Regions from separate parts of the Zea mays genome. Here region 1 is linked to region 2. Evidence: chromatin contacts called from public Hi-C data. All regions are on one chromosome and are shown on one strand. Each heading gives the region's core, a stretch centred on a gene start, on an enhancer-like site or on the middle of the called end of the contact. The rest is flanking DNA. Distances are from core to core; before and after follow the strand shown.

The links. Hi-C and Micro-C count contacts between places; a contact is called where the count stands out from the background.
Region 1: a Hi-C map of tassel shows a contact between it and region 2, with 2.4 times the contacts expected there. The contact joins the promoter of LOC100383215 here to the enhancer-like site in region 2. A contact is called at or near these places in 5 of 25 Hi-C or Micro-C datasets (ear, leaf, tassel and 1 more).

Annotation. Positions count from the first base shown.
Region 1 is chr2:68,993,390-68,999,875 of Zm-B73-REFERENCE-NAM-5.0, forward strand. It overlaps LOC100383215 (Glycerophosphodiester phosphodiesterase GDPD2), which reads right to left and starts at 2,943. Exons shown (of 7, transcript NM_001175877.1): 1 at 2,304-2,943; 2 at 1,657-1,716; 3 at 1,474-1,554. The coding sequence starts at 2,660.
Region 2 is chr2:68,903,879-68,910,285 of Zm-B73-REFERENCE-NAM-5.0, forward strand. It overlaps LOC100284269 (dihydrolipoyllysine-residue succinyltransferase component of 2-oxoglutarate dehydrogenase complex), which reads right to left. Exons shown (of 13, transcript NM_001157164.2): 10 at 4,287-4,377; 11 at 4,101-4,211; 12 at 3,508-3,702; 13 at 2,818-3,420. The coding sequence ends at 3,229. Among protein-coding and RNA genes, the nearest start is that of LOC100284269, 18 kb to the right of the region's middle. Within about 2 kb of position 2,368, at least 16 of the 20 cell types and tissues checked have an H3K27ac peak or open chromatin away from gene starts, as enhancers often do. A contact at or near this core is called in ear, leaf and tassel, where this site is marked.

The DNA.
Region 1 (6,486 bases), core at 1,693-4,192, 90 kb after region 2:
CAGAGTTCTTAGCCGACACAACGATTCATGTGTCTCATCTCCCGTCATCTAACGGCTGTCACGTGGCGTCATCTATTAGCAGATTACTTCAAACGAGTCTACGAAGCGTGATATGTGATTGTGCATGTGATCGTTGTATCACATGAAAGGAGCTTTTCAAAGTTGAAGTTGATGAAGAATTATTTAAGGTCTAAAATGTCGCAGACTAAATAATTTAGCTACTTTATGTATCGAAAAGATATTAGTGGATATAATTGATATTGACGCATGTCATCATCAATGACTTTACCTCGAGACATTGTTAGAAGAAAATTTTAAGGTGACCATATATTATGTACTTTTTTACTTGAGATAAACATTTTTATACATGTTTGATTATTTATTAACAACATATATATATATATATATATATATATATATATATATATATATATATATATATATATATATATATATATATATATTAAAAATAAGGGCCCCTATTTGAAGTCTTTCTCTGAGGCCCGATTTGTCAGGAACGCGTCACACAACGGTGTCTCTAAATGTCTCCGTCGAAGATATCCAAACCATCTAAAGCAGCTTTAGACAAGCTCTTCTTAAATTGATGTTACCTCTAGCCTATCGTATATGTTATCGCTCTAGACTTGATCTCTTCAACGTCACATGTACATTTGTAAAACACTTGTTTGTTAAATATGTTATTTTTAGATTAACATTACACTCCATACAACGTAACATGACTAATCGCCGTCTTATAAAACATATCTTTTAGCTTTTATGGTATTTTCTTGTCATATATAACATAAGATGCTTGATGCCACTTTATTCTACCTGCTTTAATTCTATAGCTATCATCTTCATCAATATCCTCATGTCCTTGTGGCATCGATGCTAAATACAAAGGTATTCCTTTTTAGCACACTACTTGACATTCTGAACTAATATAAACTAATATCTCATGCTCATGAATGTGTAGTAGTGCCAAAATACATGTAACATATTCGATTTTTATTCTACCGAGTCTATAAATCTTTCGACTCTAATCTTTAGACTCTAGAGTCTCTCGTTACAACTCTAGTTTTCTATTTTTATTAACTAGCACTATATCGTCCGTGAAAATCCTCCTTATATGTCGCTTATGATCCTATTCATCGCCAATGCAAAAGGAGCTCATTAGCTCAAAAGCTAATATGAGAAAGTCTGGTGTGTTTTCATCGGCCGTTCGAATGCTATTGTTGTACACATGTCTTTAATGAATATATCTAGTATACTTTATTAGAATTTTATGTTTATGTGAAATCCATCGTATAAAATATATTTTTCAGTATTCTATCGTAAGCCTAAACGAATCAGCGGAAATCATGTGCAGGCAAAAGACCAAACAATACATAAAAAAAGAAGATACTGGGAAGCTGGAATGTTGATGGAAGTGGCGGCAACGCGGCGCCGTGATTGTTGAGCGAGCGTACGTACCTTCCCCTGGTCTCTTTGCGGCCCGTAGGACAGGAACTCGTCCAGGTTCAGCTCGGTAACACGCTTCGCTGAGACTTGGCCCTGAATGAAATTATACTATTTGAGCATGACGACCGACGACGAGATGCTAAAAACTGTGGTTTGGACAAATTGAGAACAGAGCAGCGGATAAAACTTAATTACGTCTTGTTGCGTGTAGATGAAGTTGTCATGGAAGATGACAGGGCAGCCGTCCCTGGTCACCTGCAAGATTCATGGCCATGGTTAGCGCTTGCTTGCTCGCTCGCTGAGTTGCAAAGACTGAGTGAGATAAGGAGGGCTTAATCGCAGGGAGTTGCCGCGTACGCAATCAGCGCAGCCGGCATGCGTTTATTTTATTCCAACTTGATCGATCGGTCATGCGTTTGGCGTATGGAATCACCTGGTGACGGACGAGTCAGCTCCTCCAAGGCGACAAACCAAACTCTGCGTCTAGGGCTCGGACACACAGGTTCTCATGCGCACCGACAAGGGAAGGTTCGTTGTGCGAGGGATCTAGAATGGAGGTTCGGTTCTCTAGAACGGAGGAGAGGAAACCACCGTCCTCCTGATGTTTCTGGACGCAGCAGGCAGGACGCTGCTGCTTGCCTGCCCCTCCCCAGCTCCCCTACTGCGGCCCCCCGGTCCACCTTTTTCCTAACTGGGCCTAGTACACGGCCCAGTGGACAGCGCTGAGAAACGCCGACGCCACGCACAGAGACAGAGGTGGCGCATGCCGGCATTCTCAAATTTCTAATGCACTGATTGATTTTGGTGGCAAATAAAAAAAAAAAGGAGAGACCATGGTTTACCTGGACGTCGAACTCGACGTAGGCGACGGCGGGGTGGCTGGCGGCGGCGGCGTTGAAGGCGCGGAGGGTGTTCTCCCTGATGTCGCCGCGCAGCCGCGGGTCTGGCGACGCCAGCGCGTTCATCCCCTTGCCGCGGTGCCCTACCACCACCAGCGGCGGCCGTCGTCGTCCCTGATCGGCCGCCGCCGCGGTGGTCGTCGCCGTCGCCGTCGCCTCCGCCCTGCCGCTTCCTGCTGCCAAACCGTCAACGCGCCCGTGCCGTACGCACGCGCCGAGGTCGGCGGCGACGACGTCCGGGTCCGGGTCCGGCATGGCGGGCGGGACGTCGGTGGCGCGCGCGGCCTTCAGCTGAGCCATGTCCGCGCGCGTGGCTCCGCGGCAGACGTACGTACACCGCGGCGGACGACGCGCGGGCCGGCGGCTGGAGGTAGCTCTATAGCCTGGTTGGTGGTCACGTACGGCGGTCGGCGGCGGGTCAGGCGACGAAGACGAGGGTTAATTTGTCAGCGCTGGCTAATTAACGGCCAAACTGTGTATGTTTGTATGTAATGTAATGTAATGCGCGCGGCTTTGCTAATTTGTGGAGGCGCCGAGCGAGGACAGCTGGCTATTTATACACACGGGAGGTACTCTTCGGAGCAGGTACAGCACGAGGAGCACGACGAAGACATGGGCAGGTTAATTAGGTTGGGACGGACTGGCAGCGGAGCGGAGCATGGGCATCTCGGACCGGGAATAGAGTTCGGCCGCCTAGAGGGAGGGAATATTCGCCGGCGTCCGGGTTTATGCCGCGGCATATCCATCTCGATTTCCATGCGGTTCCAACGCCCAGGTCCAGCATTGCCGCTGCCGCCGGGTTGAAGCGCGCGCGTCGCGTCGCGTCGCGACAGCACTTGAGCAGCTTCATTTTCTTCTTGGGCTCGCAAAAGGAGAAGACAACAAGATGCATCGGGAACCTTCTTCCGTAGTACGTCCCCACCCTCCTGGGCTCCTGGCCGCCAGCGCCAGGGGATTTCACTTCTTTTCTTTTCAGGTGTTCTAGAACGATGCGGAATTGGATACTGGTAGCTATTAGCACCATCTCTCTCCTTCTCATCTGCGCATCGATGCGATGGTGACTGCTGTCGGGGCACGGGACGTCCGGCAGTTGACGCGCCAAGGTACACGTACACCTACGCACGCATCAGAACACAACCCAGGACAAGTGACAACCCAGGAGGTACTCTTCGGAGCAGGTACTTCTCCGTTCGGTCGACTGTCGACGCGTATTCTGCCAGCTGGAACTGGACGGAAGATTTGGCACGCCCGCGGGAATAGGACTAGTGTCTGATGGAGGCAGTATGTGAACACTGTTACTCTTGCCCGACCCAACTAGACATTCACGTCCGGATCTCTTGGAATTCGAACCGAATGCGAACCATGTACACAGCGGCAAACCGAATGCGAACCATGTACATACCAGGATCAGCAATTCACGTACACAGCAATTACATAACTAGACATCATCACACAGTGCTTAAATAATGACATAAAAGAGGGTATAATAGTCGATTACATCATGATATCCGAAACATCCACATAGTCTTTAACAATAATCAAAGTGCGGAAAAAAACGTAGATACACACGGCCTACACAGGCAGCCGAGTGGGGGTTTGCCGCTAACCCACGCCTAGAACTCATCGTACTCTTGGAACTCTTAGAAGTCCTCTCCCACGACTTCATCTTCACCTGAGCAGTGGTTGCAACGCTGACAACCTGGAGGGTTTGGTGTGTAAAGCAAGAGTGAGTACACATCAACATACTCAGCAAAATGTCCTGTTTGGCTGTAGTGGACTAGCTTTATGTGGAGTTAAGTCAAGCAGTTGCTTTTAGTTGGTCAGGTTATTATTTACTAGTAGAAAGCCAGGTTTTAGCATTAACCCAAGTTATTAACCCATATGTACCCTTTCCAAATGGAAAGAATACCACTTACCATTACCATAGGCATAATCATAACCATCATCCTCGTCACCACCTGTAAACCAAACATCTCTGATCCAGTATCTCTAATCAATGGAGCTCCCTTGGCCGCTCATAACCGCGAGCACGGCTGATATATCAATTTCATAACACTCTGCAGAAGTTGCGCACTTTACCCACAAGTCGTGATTACCTCTTGCCTCGGGCCGATGAAACCCTTAAACACTACCAAGGTGAATAGGCAGGGTCTCACTATGTAGACTTTACAAAGATTCCATGGGGTTGTAGCCACCCGTTAGGTTTCCTAAATGCACCGAACTCCTCCCTAAGGGGCGAACCAACCTTGGCAGAGCGAGCCGCATACACCGAGCCCCATTAACGGCACGACGGCGAAGCGAACTACACCCCAGCTCCTCTAATTACTCAGCTAAGGGCGTCCCACTCCACCCTCATGGTTGCACTGTTTTTCCTGAGCGGTCATCCAACGAACAGGTCCTTACGGAAAGGCACTCGAGAAACAGCTCGAGTCCCCTTAAGGTCCACAAGTACCATCATCATAATCAAAAGGGAAAACAACGTATCATAGATATCTCATCATGTTCATTGATTAATGTGAAGCGTTAGCATAAAGCTAAACTGAAATAACCCAACCAGAATAGGTAAACAAGGACAAGATAGACAAAAGCTAGTCAATCCTTAGGTATAAATGTGTAAATGCGGGAAGTGAATTATAAGAATTAGTAGGACATAGATGGGTCAAGGGCCACTTGCCTTCACCAACCGATTGCTGCTTAGGATCTTCACCTGCAACTCCTTCGGACTCCGCCAACTGACCGTTATCTATACGAGTTTAAACATACATTCCACACATTTAATACAAAAGAACAGTACGCCATACAATGGAATGCAATAAATAAACAGACGTTCGACGCAGGGCTCGCACTTTCGACTAAGCGAGAAAGAGAAAGTAACGGTCGAGGCTACGGTCGAAGAGTGATCACGTTACATGATTATAAATTAAAATACTCGTCTAAACAGAATGGTATTAATTTGGCCATTGTGTTTAGCATAAGGTAAAGTCATGTTCCACGTTTAACGATTATAAGCAGATAAAGGTGAATTAAAGAAAATGGTCACGCAGCGAGACTCGTCAATTAAGAAATGAACGACTCGTCGCGCGACGGAGATCGCAACGAGACACTTGAATAATTATAAAGAGACGTTAGGCGTCGCGCGACGAAGCGCACGACGCCATACGTCATCCAAAATGAATTTAGAATGGAATGTCGCGTGACTGGACGTGCGACGTCATACATTAAACAATCCTGAAATTAAAATGGATCGTCGGGCGACGAAGCGCGCGATGCAGCACATTAATAGAATCTGAAATTAAACACATTCGTCGCGCGACGAAGCGTGCGACGCAACACGCTCATTAAACTAAATTTAAAAACTAATTAAACCGAGGTTCGATCGCCGCGCGCGCTGGGGCTGCACGTACGGGAACGCGCTGCGCGCGCCGGTGCACGCAAGGCCACGCCGTGGCATGCACAGGGACTGCCAGGGCACGCGGCCACCGGGCACGGACGCGTAGGGCGAGCCGCCGGGGCACGCGAGGGCGCGCAGGGGCACGAGGCCGGGTGGGAGGGCGCGAGGCCGGGCGAGCCGCCGGGCCGCGCGGGGGCGCGCGCGAGGAGCTGCCAGGGGCCGCCGCGCGGGGGGCCGCACGGGGGGGCCGCGGGGAGCAACCGAGAGGCCGCGTGGGGGCGCCGCGGAAAGCCGCCGGGGGCGCGCAGGGGGGCCGCGGGGAGCCGTCGGGGGGCGTGCAAGGGCCGCGCGGGGGCCGCCAGGGGGGCGCGCAGAGAGGCCGCGCGGGGGAAGAAGAATGGGAGGGGGAGGGGAAGAGAGAGAGGGAGAGGGGAGGGAAGCTCACCTCGGGGTCCAACTCCGGCGATCACTATCTCCAATACCTAGGGCACCACGGGGAGAGAGAGACGGAGAGATGGGAGAGAGAGGAGTTTGCTGCGCAGGAGAATTGAAATGAGGGAAAGGGACAGGGGTGCGCGCGCATGGGGAGCAGGGGGCGCCAGGGGCGCGCGGGCCGAGCTGGGCTGGGTCGGGTCGGGCTGGGCTGGGCTGGGCCGCACCGCGGGTCAAAACCCCGTGGCACGCACAACCACAAATCGGAAAACAATCCGCAAAGCAAAATCCGAAACAGAACTA
Region 2 (6,407 bases), core at 1,118-3,617:
TATAGGCTTTCCAGATGTTGAAACAGGCTATGAGCTCCACATCTGTTCTTGCATTACCTGATTTTCACAAGCCCTTTGTGGTGGAGACTGTTGCCAGTGATCATGGTCTAGGAGCAGTGTTAATGCAGCAAGGCAGGCCACTGGCATTCCTGACCAAAGCTTTGGGAGCACAAAATCAGTTTTTGCCAATCTATGACAAGGAGTTCTTAGCCTTGATAATAGGTGTGGACAAATGGAGACATTACTTGCAGAGGAGTGAATTTGAAATCCATACTGACCATAAGGCTCTTAGTTTTCTAGGTCAGCAGGAACTTCATTCTGATTTGCAACGGAAGGCTATGGCCAAAATGATGGGCTTACAATTTATGGTGATCTACAAGCAAGGAAAAGACAATATTGTGCCTAATGCCTTGTCCAGAATGGGTCATCTAATGGTTTTAACTACCATTAGTGAAGTTCAACCCTTGTGTATCTAAGAAGTTTTAAATTCCTATTATACTGACCCTGAGGCACAATAGTTAATAGCCCAACTGAGTGTTCAGAGCCCTGATGACAAACGATACCAGTTGTGCAAAGGTTTGATTCGCAAAGGCAGTCTGATCTAGATTAGTAACAACTCTGCACTCAAAACTAAAATAGTAGCCGCTCTACATGACAGTGCTTTGGGGGGGCATTCTGGTGTCCAGGCTACTTACCAACGAGTGAAGAAGCTATTTCACTAGAAAGTCAAGGAGGTGGATGTGGAGGACTATGTGAAACAATGTGCAACTTGTCAACAAGCTAAGGGTGAGAGGGTGCATCCTCCAAGCTTACTTCAACCTCTACCAGTACCTCAGGGTGCTTGGCAGGATATCACCTTGGATTTTATTGAGAAGCATCCAATATCAGAAGGGTATGACACTATTTTGGTTATGGTAGACCTTTTTACTAAGTATGCACATTTTGTGGCTCTTAAACACCCCTTTACAGCAGTCCAAGTGGCTCAGGTCATGTTGGATCAGGTGGTAAGACTGCATGAGATGCTCGTGAGTGATCGGGACAAGGTGTTTACAAGTATTTTTGGACACATCTGTTCAAACTCATGGGAACTAAGCTCAATTTAAGCACCGCATATCATCCTCAGTCTGATGGACAAAGCGAGCATGTTAATCAGTGCCTGGAAATGTACCTTCGTTGTGATGTGCATGCTCAACCCAAGAAATGGAAATCCTGGCTTCCTGTGGCCGAATTCTGGTATAACACTTCGTATCACACCACTCTGGGTTGTTCTCCATTCAAAGCCTATATGGTTATGAGCTCATGTGGTGTCATCTAAGACTGACAAAGATGTGGCCGAGTTGATAACTGCCTTTTCTTCACTTCTACGAGAATAGTTGGCTGCCGCTTGCAACCGAATGAAGCTGTAGGTAGACAGGTTCAGGACTGAACGTCAGTTTCAAATGGGTGAGCTTGTACTCCTCAAACTGCAACCGTATGCTCAGCACTCGGTGGTCAATCGTCCTTGCCCGAAGTTGGCCTTTAAGTTTTTTGGGCCATACAAATATCTGGAGAGAATTGGCGAAGTTGCTTATCCCTTGGAGTTGCCACCATCAGCACAAGTTCATCTAATTTTCCACGTGTCACAGCTGAAGTCATTTACATCCAATTATACTCATGTTTTCTCCACCCTACCTAGGTACAATGAGCTCGCTCAGCATGATGTGGTGCCTGAAGAAATTTTGGAGCGTCGGTTGGTCAAGAAAGGAGGTCATGCTATCCCACAAGTCCTCATCCGTTGGAGCAATATTCCTCGTGAGTCGGCTACTTGTCGAAGATCCCTCATTCCATTGCTTGGGGACAAGCAAGTGCTCGGGAGGGGGCAGATGTCACGCCCGGGATCCAGGGTGACGTGTAGGGAGAGGGCTCAGGCGCAGGGGAACCTGAAGAACCGAATGGAGAACTCTAAGGCTATCCGCAGTCGCTACTGCAAACAGGAACTGTAAATTTTTACAGCTCTCACAAACGATGCAGCGGTAGACTGCAACAGGAACTGTAAATTTTTACGGCTCTCAGGAACTTCACAGCTAGCGCACCTTCTGCGGTGGACTGAATAATCTCCCTCCTCTTTCTATTGGCTGCTAGTTGGATGTGGAAAGGAAAGAGGTGAAAATAAATAATAGAATATATGGTATATGGTATAAGGTAGATATTTAGAGTGAATATGACCGCGGAGTATTATGGGATAGGGTAGAGAATCTCGCTGAACAGGATGAAATATTCCTTTTAGAGTAGAAATTTAGGGTTCTATGAGTGCGGATAGCCTAAAGCGGTGTCAGACCGAAAACAGTGCTCAGATGTGGCTGTATGGATTGGGTTGTAATGTGTGGGCCATGTGTGCCTGTCGAGTTGGGCCATGTGTGGGTCGCGGCGTGAGATGGGTTAAATACTGTAAACACTTGGTGGTTTGGTTGTCGAATAAACAGAACACATACCTTGACGTTGTCCCTCACGGCGACGGCGATCACGAGCGCTCACGTCCCGGCGAACTCATCGGCGGCCATGGGCATAACAGAGCGAAATCATAGGATGTACATATGCAATGGCGATACAGATCGGTTGTTTGGTTCAAATCGTGCCCACGACGAAGAAAACAGCGACAAATGCAGTTCAGCAGTCACGCGGGGAGCAAAGGGAGGGGTCATAGGATGTACCGTTGCAATGGCGATAAAGCTTATCCAACGAAGGAAACGGTGACGAATGCGGTTCGGCGACCGCACAGGGAGCGAAAGAAGGGGCAGACAACGGATTATTGCGGGTTTATTTAAGCAAATTTGAAGACTGTTTTTATAAAATTGTGACCGTGGAACTGTTGAACCATGAAAACTTATGCTTTATAATAGTAGAGATGTAATGCAGCCCAACTCTTTTGAGTCGCAGACTGGCCAGCTGGAGGCGAAATTGTGAACCAACAAACAAAAATGCAGCAGCTTCTATTGCTCTTGCATGGCAAATAAAATTACTGGGAACTGCATCCCGAAATGGAGCATCTTATACCCGAAAATGAAACATGACCTCACATTGAGTTGAGTTTGCTGCTCTCTTCTACGATTATAGAGAAAAACCTCACTGTATCCTCAGCTCAGAATTCGTCTTTCCGAGGAAGCAATTCTTTTTCATCAGTCAAAAATTTGCATGGTATTATTTCCAGAAAGCACAAAACAGTCGGCGGGAAAGCACTGGTAAGTAACTTTATATGTCAAGCAGCAACCTCCTGGGGTCCTCAACGACATCCTTGATGCGACGGAGGAAGAATACAGCCTCTCTGCCATCGATCAGCCTGTGGTCATATGTCAGCGCAAGGAACATCATTGGCCTTGCGAGAATGTCACCATTCACAACCACAGGGCGTTGCACAATGGAATGCATCCCCAGAATTGACGACTGCATTTCACATAGATCATGTTTCAGATCAATATAAACATCTGCATGCTACAAATGTGTTGCAACTGATAAATGTTTAGTAGCTACCTGTGGGGGGTTGATGATAGGTGTGCTGAGGAGGCTTCCATAGACACCACCATTGGAGATAGTGAATGTTCCTCCTGCCATGTCATCAATCGAGAGCGCCCCCTCATTTGCCTTCTTTGCAAGGTTGTTTATCCCTTTCTCAATGTCAGCAAAGTTCATGGTATCAGCATCTCGGATAACAGGCACCACAAGGCCCTGGAGAAGTTTCAGTCAGTGATATACATAGTAAATACACCATCCCAAACTATAGGCTGTTTTGTGTTTTGGCTTTTCTAGGTACAATAGCTTTAGGATAGAGGGTGAGAAAAAAAGATGAGACAGCAATCACCAGAGTAGCAAGTACTCTATCCTAAAAAGAATGCAATTCTAGTACAATATCATGTTTTAACATCTTCAGTGCAACCAACTATAGATAAAAACATCAAATAAATACAATTAGTTAGCTACGAAATTTATTTTCATAATAAATTGATTTGGAGCCTTGAACGTGAATACTACACTAGAAACTTGATCAAATGTGAACTAGTTTAACGGGCACGCAACGCAACCCATGGTTGCATTCTTTTTGGGTCAGGGAGTAAGCAATATGGCACCTTGGAAGTGCCAACAGCAACACTGACGTCTACGTAGTCTCTGTATATGATGTCATCGCCATCAATGACAGCATTAACAATTGGCTGGTTTTGAAGTGCAGAAACAGCAGCCTGACAAAATAAATAAAATTAGCCAGCCATATAAATGTATGGTTCAAAAGCTTTGCAACACATAAGACTAAGTACCTTGACAAAGCAAGACATAAGACCCAATTTGACACCATGCTTTGTGACAAATTCATCTTTATAATCAGAACGAAGCTTCATCAAATTGGTCCTATATCATAAATCGTAAGATACAGAGATAGAGTAAAAAAATTAATACAGCCTTCAAAGGATCATAATGGTATGCCAAATGATCATTATTGAAGTTTACATATAAAAGAACAAAAATAAGTAAAGCTGCACAATGACATACCAGATATTTGCACAATAAAATGACTTGATTATTGTCAGTGCTACTGAATAAGAAAAGCTAAGCTCTATAAACATTCATCAATATAGACAATAATCATATATATTATCATGCAGGTTTGGATACTCTGTTGATGAAGTTAGCTGCACCGGGAGGCAGAGGCAGTGTGGGGGTGACAGCCTGTGAAGACTGCACCAAAAGGGGTTGCTGCTGAACCACTGTCTCCTTCCTTCTGCGGCGAAAATAAGTGATTAGAGGACGAGCCCCCTTCCTCAGAAAAACAGAGGCACCAGGGCGTCGAGAAGCCTCCTCACTGGACCGAGCACAGAAACTCTTACCAGCCCTGCCACCAGATCAGCCTTTCCATCCACCGCTTGGAAGTTGGACTGTAAATGGGGGGAAGGAGGCCCTTTAGAAGGGCATTGGGAAGGAGAAGATATGGCCACACATGAGTCGGAGGCCGGCTGGGCAGGCAGCCTGGGCCCAGCATCTTCCACTGTAGTTCCAATCCACTGATTTGAACAACCAGATTTTGTAGCCACGGATGCCTCATCAATATCATTGTCATTACTTATGGACGCCTCGTGCTCCACCACCGGATCTTCAATCCTAAATGCCGACAGCAAATCCTCCATGCCCAAAGCAGAAATGTCTTTGGAATAAATTGGCGCCAGGGGTGCCTGCGGTGCGCTGTGTGTACCGGGCAGACGATCTTCGCGGTCTCTGGCTGCTCTACCGGGCGCCAGACCAAGGCGGAGCAGGAGGATCGCTGGTGTTCGGGTGGAAAAGCTTCCTGCACCCATGCCGGCAAAGGGGGGCAAGACAAATATTCTGGAAGAATTGGGGATCATCAGTTCTGAGGATGATGAATTTATTAGCGTCAAGGCCCGAGATGAGTATGCGAAAGTGTTCAGCAAGCAATTGTCCGAAGTTCATATCAAGGCCTTGGCAGCTCTCTTTGGCTGGTCCGTGCCAGAGGAGTTCTGTGGTGCCACCTTGGCCCCCTTGGCTTAACCTGCTTTGGTTCTTGTGTGGTCATCCTCTTCCTTTCTTGCTTATGGATAAAAAAGGGTGTACCCAGTGTCGTGGGCTTCCCGAACTGTGTAGGGTCTAGGGAAGTATCTTTAAGCGTCAAGCCTTACCCACATAATATGCAGAGGTTGGAGCTCGAACCCGGGACCTTCCAGTTACAGATGGTAGGTTCTACCGCTGCACCAGGCCCGGGACCTTTCTTGCTTATGGATCCTGACAAGATATTGATTTGGAATGTTAGGGGGCTTAATGGTGCAGCTCGTCAGGATGTTGTTCACGTTCTAGTTGATTCTGTCAATTGTAAGCAACGGGACTCTTACTCTTATAGAGAGGATGACAGTACAAGTTGGGGAAATTTTTCGTTTATTTTCTCAAACACTACACAATGTCATACCCTTCAAAGGGTTGGGATACATACTTATAGCCCCGGGGGTGGGGGGCTGTCGGGCATATGGAATATGATGTCCTACTACTAACTGCACTAACCAGAGGTGTTGTTGTACTCTAGTCAAAAGAAAGACTGCACCAAGCTGCTGTCACTGCAACACGTTGTCCTTGCCGTCAAAAGACAGAGATGTTGCTGCTACTATCCCACGCTGTCCTTGCAGTCAAAAGACTGAGATGTTGCTGCTGTCCCACGCTGTCCTTGCAGTCAAAAACCAACAAGGACTGTTGCTGTCCTTCCCACATACCACAAGACTTATTCCAACAGTTTGGTGATGCTTCAGGTTTAAAGACTAAATGTACAGAAGAGTTGTATTTACCCCATTTGTTGCGAGGCGGATGAGATGAGCTACGTGGGGGATTCGATCCCTTGTCCAATTTCTGATTTCCCGTGCAAATATTTTGGATTACCTCTC